Linked DNA regions of Anser cygnoides: region 1 is linked to region 2. A link is a contact called in public Hi-C data. All regions are on one chromosome and are shown on one strand. Each heading gives the region's core, a stretch centred on a gene start, on an enhancer-like site or on the middle of the called end of the contact. The rest is flanking DNA. Distances are from core to core; before and after follow the strand shown.

What was found. A called contact is a pair of places that touch in the nucleus more often than the background predicts.
Region 1: a Hi-C map of liver shows a contact between it and region 2, with 4 times the contacts expected there. The contact joins the promoter of TXNIP here to the promoter of CGN in region 2. A contact is called at or near these places in 2 of 7 Hi-C or Micro-C datasets (both in liver).

Annotation. Positions count from the first base shown.
Region 1 is chr33:1,053,427-1,057,200 of Taihu_goose_T2T_genome, forward strand. TXNIP (thioredoxin interacting protein) reads right to left here and starts at 1,851. Exons shown (of 8, transcript XM_013201232.3): 1 at 1,371-1,851; 2 at 429-501; 3 at 171-318. The coding sequence starts at 1,620.
Region 2 is chr33:446,619-450,648 of Taihu_goose_T2T_genome, forward strand. It overlaps CGN (cingulin), which reads left to right and starts at 1,724. Exons shown (of 21, transcript XM_066986017.1): 1 at 1,724-1,844. It overlaps PSMB4 (proteasome 20S subunit beta 4), which reads right to left and starts at 1,343. Exons shown (of 7, transcript XM_048054604.2): 1 at 1,185-1,343; 2 at 856-1,062; 3 at 358-504; 4 at 84-165. The coding sequence starts at 1,306.

The sequences.
Region 1 (3,774 bases), core at 601-3,100, 610 kb after region 2:
TAGAAGTGACTAAGACTTCTTAGGAACTAAGCCCTTAATCCACGCTCAGCAACGAAGCCCATTAAGGGCGTCTTAATTACAGAGGTCAGAGTGACCCCACCTAAGCGCCTCTCTCAACACCCTCCGGCACCCAAACCTCCTGGAGGGTGGCAAGGCACAGCAGCACTCACCAGCAGCTCTGGAGTGTTCACATCAACGGGGTCCATAACCTCGAAGCGCTTCTTTATCTCCTGTGTGGGAAAGGACGGGCGCTCGAGGAAGGCCTTCACCCAGTAATCCACGCAGCCGTACTTTCCCTTGAAGGTTGTACCAAGAGGCCTGAGAAGACAAACACCTGTTGTTAGGCACATCTGAGGCAGCAACAGAGTTTTCCATAAGACCGCGATTTATTTTTTTTTCCTCAGAGACTGTATTTGTGTGATACTTACCCCTGCGGAAGCTCGAATCCGAATTTGTACTCGTATTTGTTCCCAGGTCTCAAGATTACAGAACCATCCCCATCTGGGAAAAGAAGAGGGGAGCGTTAGATGAAGCTCCAGGGCACTGTTCTTAAGCATTATCCCCTTCGTGCTTACCCAGGCAGCGATCAAGTCAGAGGCTGCATGAGCTAGAGCAGCATTAGCTGTTTGCTAAGAGCCTCCCACACCTGTCCCCAAACAACCACAGAACTTCATGTCCTCATGAAGCGAGCAGCACTTTCACTTCCTCTTTCAACATCCGCAGCTGAGGCCACAAACACAATCTTGCCTCAGTTCAGCCTGCGTTACCCCTCCCCACTGCCTCCCCCTTGGACTTTGCAGGAGTATCCAACACCACCTTCCTCGCTGTTTATCTCTGAGATTTCACATCACCCCAGGTATCTCCCGGGAACTCTGCCAACTCCCTCTCCGCCTACCCTGCAGCCAGCCCAACAGGGAGGCTGAAGGCAGGCAGGGAAGTTCTCCGTGCCCTGGAAACTCCTCGCCTCTGGCACCATCTGTGCGGGCCCCTCCCTGCCTACCTGTTGCAGGCACCAGGCTCAGCTCCTGCTGCCCTGCAACACCCAGCCCAAACCGATCTCATTCTGCCTGCTCCCAGCCACTTCAACACCCAGGTCCCTTGGTCGCAGCACGGCTGCTTTTGTTCCGGGCTCCTCACAGGGCACAGAAACCCTCACCTTTCCCTTTGCCCAGCTGTGAGGCCTCTATCCATTTCCTCATTTCTCCCGAGTTCCAGCCACCACCCGGTTCCACTTTCAGCGCTGAGCCCTCCCACCCCAAAACTCCCCCAAAACTCCCCACCAAGACACCCCACACCCAAGGGGGCACAGCCAGGACACCCCAAGGAGAGACCCACCTCCACACCCCCTTCTCCCAGCCCCAAGCCCTCACCTGTGGGCTGTTCCTCCAGGGTCAGGACGTCCTCGAAGCGCAGGTACTCCATCTCCTGCTTGCACTGCTGGGGGCCCTTGGCCCAGTTGACTTTGGCCACCCCGCAGGCCAGCACCTTGACGGCGCTGACGCGAGTCACCTCGGCCACCTCCACCAGCACGCGGCCGGCCACCTTCTCCCCGCTACAATAAACCTTCTCGGGCTCGCTGAAGGCCACGAGGAAGGTCTTAACTTTCTTGAACATCACCATGGCTGAGGTGAGTGCGTGAGGATTCTCCCGAGGAAGCAGCGAGCGGCGACGCGGGGCAGAGATAGGTTTTTCTTCCTCGCAAGGAGGAAAAAAGGCTATAAACCACCCCAAAAAAGGCTGGTTTCAGTCAAAAAAGAAAAAAAAAGTAGGAGGTTTAACCCCTTTCTGCCCGCCGCAGAGCCGCTGCGTAGCTCCTCCGCCTCCTGCTGCCCTCAGCGCTCTGGCCGCGGCGCCGCCGCCCGCCCCCTTTTATAGCCTCCGCCCGCCCGCGCTCCCCCCTCCCGCGCCTGTTGATGCCAGGCGCTCCACGCCGAAGGCGCGTGGCCAGGCCGTGCTGCTCGCGTGATCAGCGCGCCCATTGGCCGCCGCCGCCTTGTTTACAAGCCGGCTGGCCAATCAGCGCGCCGCCTGCGGAGCGTGGACAGCGTGTGAAGGAGAGGCGAGCGTGTGCTCGGCTGGGGAAGGCGGGGGCGGGGGCGGGGAGGGAGGCGGAGTGACAGCGCGGCGGGCCAATGGGAAGTGAGGACGGGCGGCGGTGGAGGCCAATGGGGAGCGGGGAACGGGATGTTCTGTTCCCAGCTGTGAGGGCCGGGGGCGAGACCCCCGCCTGGGGCTGGGCCCTGAGGGGGGGGGGGGGGGGGGGCTTGGGGCGACCCCCGCCCGCTGGGGGCTTCCACAGCCCCCCCCCCAAGTCCCCCTCAGTCACCTCCTGTGTTCCCTCAGCCCCCCAGTGATGTCCCCCCCCGCACCTAAAAACGTCTATTTTGTGGTAAAAAAAGGACGGAATTGGGGTCTGGGGGGCATCTCTCAGCCTCCCTCCGTCCTTTCTGGGGACCGTGAGGGGGCTCCCCTCATCCACCGCCATCTGCAGCCTGCAACAGGGTCCTGTGCCCCCTCCAAAGGGTCCTGTGCCCCCCAGTAGGGTCCTGTGCCCCCTCAGTAGGGTCCTGTGCCCCCCCAGTAGGGTCCCGTGCCCCCCCAGTAGGGCCCCGTGCCCCCCCAGTAGGGTCCTGTGCCCCCCCAGTAGGATCCCGTGCCCCTCAGTAGGGTCCTGTGCCCCTCCAACAGGGTCCTGTGCCCCCACCAAAGGGTCCTGTGCCCCCCCAGTAGGGTCCTGTGCCCCCACCAAAGGGTCCTGTGCCCCCCCAGTAGGGTCCTGTGCCCCCACCAAAGGGTCCTGTGCCCCCACCAAAGGGTCCTGTGCCCCCACCAAAGGGTCCTGTGCCCCTCCAGTAGGGTCCTGTGCCCCCCCAGTAGGGTCCTGTGCCCCTCCAAAGGGTCCTGTGCCCCCACCAAAGGGTCCTGTGCCCCTCCAAAGGGTCCTGTGCCCCCCCAGTAGGGTCCTGTGCCCCTCCAAAGGGTCCTGTTCCCCTCCAGTAGGGTCCTGTGCCCCCCCAGTAGGGTCCTGTGCCCCTCCAAAGGGTCCTGTGCCCCTCCAACAGGGTCCTGTGCCCCCCAGTAGGGTCCTGTTCCCCTCCAAAGGGTCCTGTTCCCCTCCAGTAGGGTCCTGTGCCCCCCCAGTAGGGTTCCGTGCCCCCCCAGTAGGGTTCCGTGCCCCCCCAGTAGGGTCCTGTGCCCCTCCAACAGGGTCCCGTGCCCCTCCAAAGGGTCCTGTTCCCCTCCAGTAGGGTCCTGTGCCCCCCCAGTAGGGTCCTGTGCCCCTCCAAAGGGTCCTGTGCCCCCCCAGTAGGGTCCTGTGCCCCCCCAGTAGGGTCCCGTGCCCCCCCAGTAGGGTCCTGTGCCCCTCCAAAGGGTCCTGTTCCCCCCCAGTAGAGTCCTGTTCCCCTCCAGTAGGGTCCCATGCCCCCCCAGTAGGGTCCCGTGCCCCCCCAGTAGGGTCCCGTGCCCCCCCAGTAGGGTCCTGTGCCCCCTCCCTGCCTGCCAGATTTGGGCACCCCCCCCAAACATCCCTTTTGTGCGCCGTCACCCCGCTAAAAGCAAGGCATGACGCCCCCCTCGCCCCCCACACTTCGGGACCTTTCCAGCCGTCGCCCCGGGGTGACAGCACCGGCGGCACGCGGCTGAGATCACCGGGCCTCGGCGTCACCGAGGCTCGTCACAGAACCACGGGGGGGGGCACAGGACCACGGGGGGGGCTCTTTTCTTATCAACAAGGCCCCCACCACGGGCTGCCCCCCCACCTCCTACCCCCGT
Region 2 (4,030 bases), core at 474-2,973:
AATATCTCAACAGCTCAGTCATGCAGCACCAAGTTTGCTTCAGCAGCTGAGTGCACACTCTGTTCCTGCCTGCAAATGCTCACCTGAGCTAGGAATGCTCCGTAACCCGTAGCAAGCGTAGGGGCTTCGTAGGCCACGCCAAGCATGTCCACGTAACCTAGGAAGCTGAAGGGATGGAGTGGTTAGTGCAGAACTCCTTGCCTAGGCAGAGCTGCATCACTCTGGGGAGGGCCTAGGCTTTTGAGCAGCTACATCCAGCTCAGAGCAGAAGCCAGCAAAGCAGATGCCCTCCCGCTGAGAAAGGCGGGAGTCTTGCCTTTTACCATTACGTGTTTTGCGTCACCGCTCCTCACCTACCTCTCGCCATTGTAGTAGCCTCCGATGACAACAGTGTTCCACAGGGGATTTATCTTGGACCTCCGGTTGTACATGACTCTCGTCAGCCAGGAATGAATGGCTTTGGGGCTGTAGCTGTGACCGTCTCCCAGCAGCTCCTCGTCAATTCTAATTCAGAGAGAAGTTTCACCCAACTGAGAAAAGCTGGAAACCACCTGGACGCGAGCAGCAGCCCACCTCCCGCTGTGCCATGGGCAGAGCAGGGGAGCCTCATGCAAAGCCACAGTACTCAGCAGAGAATTGGGAAAGGACACTTGCACCGGGGGGATTGCAAGCTTAGCGAAAGAACAAGGAGGAGCCTGAGCTCAGTTTTGGTCCCGCTCAGCGAACGCATCTCGCTACATCTCAGTGCTCTGAGAACTGGAAGGAGAGCGGCGCGGCGTTACCCACAGCACGGTCAGGGCTCGCCCCACCGGAGCCGAGCCCGTGAGAGGCGCAGCGCGGGCCGGGAGGACTTACACCATCTGGTCGATGATCTGCGCCAGGTACTGGAAGTCGGCGTAGTCCCCGGAGGCGCCCAGCACGGTGCTGTCGTTCACCCTCAGCAGCCGGGAGATGTTGCGGAAGCGGGCGAGGGAGCCGTAGGAGCCCATCATGTCCGCGGCGAGCATCACGCCGCCGTCGAACTTCACGCCCAGCACCGAGGTGCCCGTCACCATGGGGGTCCTGCAGGCCCCGGCGTCAGCGGCACCGGGGGGGCCGCTCCCCAAGCGCCCCCAGCCCCCCTCCCCGGTGCCCCCCTCCCCGGTTCCCCGCTGCCCGCTGCCCCCGGCCCGCCCCGCACTCACGTGGTCCGGGTGAGGGGCTGGAGGCCTGCGGCAGGCCCGGGCCCGCCGGGGCTGTAGGCCTGCCCCGGAGCCGGGCCCCCGGCCCAGAACGGCGGCGGCGCCCGCGTTCCCCCGGCCTCCATCTTAGTCACGGTGCGGCTCGCGCTGCGCACGCGCGCCGGGAGAGCGGCCGCTACCGGCCGCCGTAGGCAGAGGCGAGGCCGCGCGGCGCCATCTTGGGAGTGGCCCGGGCCGGAAGGGGGGAGGGCGGGCCGGGCTCCATCTTGTGTGTGGCGGAGCTCGCCTGCTCCCGGTTACGCCCCGCGAATGGCCCGTCGCGGGCCCCTGACCCCCGGGTGACGCCCGGGGACGGGCACCTGGGCGTTAAAACACCGGTTCTGCTCGGCCCGTCCTTGCCGAGCCGCGCCTCCGCTCCCAGCCGCCCTCCCCAAGATGGCGGCGCTCTGCTGGCGCCACGGGGGGGCGTCACGTGACACCGGCCCCGCCCCGGGCGAGCCAAGGGGGCGGGGGTGGGGGCGGGACCGGGCGGGTCTCTCCCCGCCCCGGGGCGTGGCCGGGCGCGGCGCGGTCCAATGGGCGCTCAGGGGGCGGGGCCTCGGCGGAGGTAACAGGTTGGGGCGGCGGCGGGGCTGAGCGGTGCCGGCGGCGGCGGCTCGGGAGGTGAGTGCGGGGCCATAGGGGCCATAGGGGCCATAGGGGCCATAGGGGCCATAGGGGCCATAGGGGCCATAGGGGCCATAGGGGCCATAGGGGCCATAGGGGCCATAGGGGCCATAGGGGCCATAGGGGCCATAGGGGCCATAGGGGCCATAGGGGCCATAGGGGCCATAGGGGCCATAGGGGCCATAGGGGCCATAGGGGCCATAGGGGCCATAGGGGCCATAGGGGCCATAGGGGCCATAGGGGCCATAGGGGCCATAGGGGCCATAGGGGCCATAGGGGCCATAGGGGCCATAGGGGCCATAGGGGCCATAGGGGCCATAGGGGCCATAGGGGCCATAGGGGCCATAGGGGCCATAGGGGCCGTTGCCCTCGCTGTGTGTTCAGCCTCATGGCAGAGCCTGTAGGGGCCGGGGCTATAGGGGTTGCCCTTCCCGGGGCGCGCCCTGCCCTGCGGCAGTACCTGTAGCGGATGGGGCCCTAGGGTCTGTCCTCCCCAGGCTGTGCCCTGCCCTGTGGCAGAACCTCTAGGGGCTGGGCCCGTAGGGCTTTCCTCTGGGGGGTGAGCTTTGCCCTGCAGCAGGTCCTACAGAGGCTGGCTCTGTAGTGGTCCTTGTCCTTGGGGGTGCTCTACCCGACAGCAGTCCCCACGAGGGGTTCTTATTCTGGGGTATGGCGTGCCATATAGCAGACTCCATAGGGATGCTTCCCCAGCGATGGGTCTGCCCCGGCCGGGTCTCCTCTCTTCTGTAGGCTCCCCTCACTAAGGGATCCTGCGTCACCTGTAGGGGCTCTCTGTGGGGGCTGCCCCTTTCACCAGGGACCTGCATTTCCCTGTGCCTCACCCCTACAGAGGTCGTATCTGCCGAGAACATCCCCTGGGTCCTGGCCCCACGCACCCGTCTGTAGGGGCTGCTGGCGTGGGTGCCCTCCTCCGGCAGGGACCCGCCGTAATGCCCCCCATAGGCACTGCTCTATGGGGCACCCTTCCTGGGCTCTGTGTCCCCGTGAATCCTGTCCCTTCTGGCGCTGCTGCGGCCTCTCCCTCGTTCGCTCCTCGTAAATATTTAGCGTCGTTTATGGCTCCTGCAATCTCTGACCGGGGGAGGTGGCTGATAAGGGCCGAGTCCCAGCCTGGTTTTCGGGGCTGCGCCCAGCCCGGACGGGGACGGACGGAGCCGCTCTGCCTTCCTGCTCTGAGCACTGCCAGGACCTCGGGTCCCTTCCTTCTGAACCGCGTTGGTATGGAGATAATCTCAGCCGAAGCCTTGAGCTGCAGAAGGACGAGTTGCGTCCCCGAGCGGGGAAAATCAACACCTCCGGGACCTCGCAGCGTCACGCGCCGTTTTATTACACCGGGGCCAGCCCCGTGCTCCCCGCTGCTGGCGGAGTGGGTTCAAACCTTGCCCGGCCGCGGGGCGGCCGTAACGCGGCACCTGCTGAAACTTTAATGCGCCACGCCGCCCTACTTCGCCCGGCTCCCAGGGCGCTGCTTTCAGCCTCCTGTTTCAATAAGGAAGAAAAGCGAAACCCGCACAGCGCTGGCTGCGGGGGGTTACGGCACGCGGGGCGGCGATGCTGCGTCCCCGGAGCTGCCTCGGTGCCCCCCCGGGTCCCCTGGGGCCTTGATGCCCGCGGTCACCGGGGCCAGGTCTCGATGCCCACGGGCTCGCCCCTGCAGGTTGGGTGATGGCTGCGAGGGGCAGGGGTGCCCAGGTCGTGCTGCCCGTCCCCATCCCCGTTTCCTCCCCTCTGCCGGATCTGTCCCCAGGATAACCCGTCCTCTGCGCCCGCTGTCCCAGCCCTTTGTTTGGAGGGTGCTCGCGGATCGCTCCCGGCGGTTTTGCTCCCCACCACCCCGACCAGTTGAGCTGGTTTGGGGCCGAGTTTCCATCTCCGTCCCTGTAGATAACATCCCCACAGATAACGTGGCGCTTGTGACCGAGTCCTCTCCCGCTGCAGCCCCTCGCAGCGTCCCCCCCCACTCCTGTTTTGGGGCTGCACTGGGGTGGTGCCGGCTGGGACCAGCACTGAGGTGTCACTGTGAGCGAGGGGGGACAACTGGGGGCTCCCCGGCCTTGGCCTGGTGCCCTGGGGTCCCGGTGGTGCCAGGGCTGCTGCTGCTCACCGCAGCCCCACAGCGAAGGGGTTAAGTCCCTGTTTGCACCTCAGCCTAACGAGCTCCG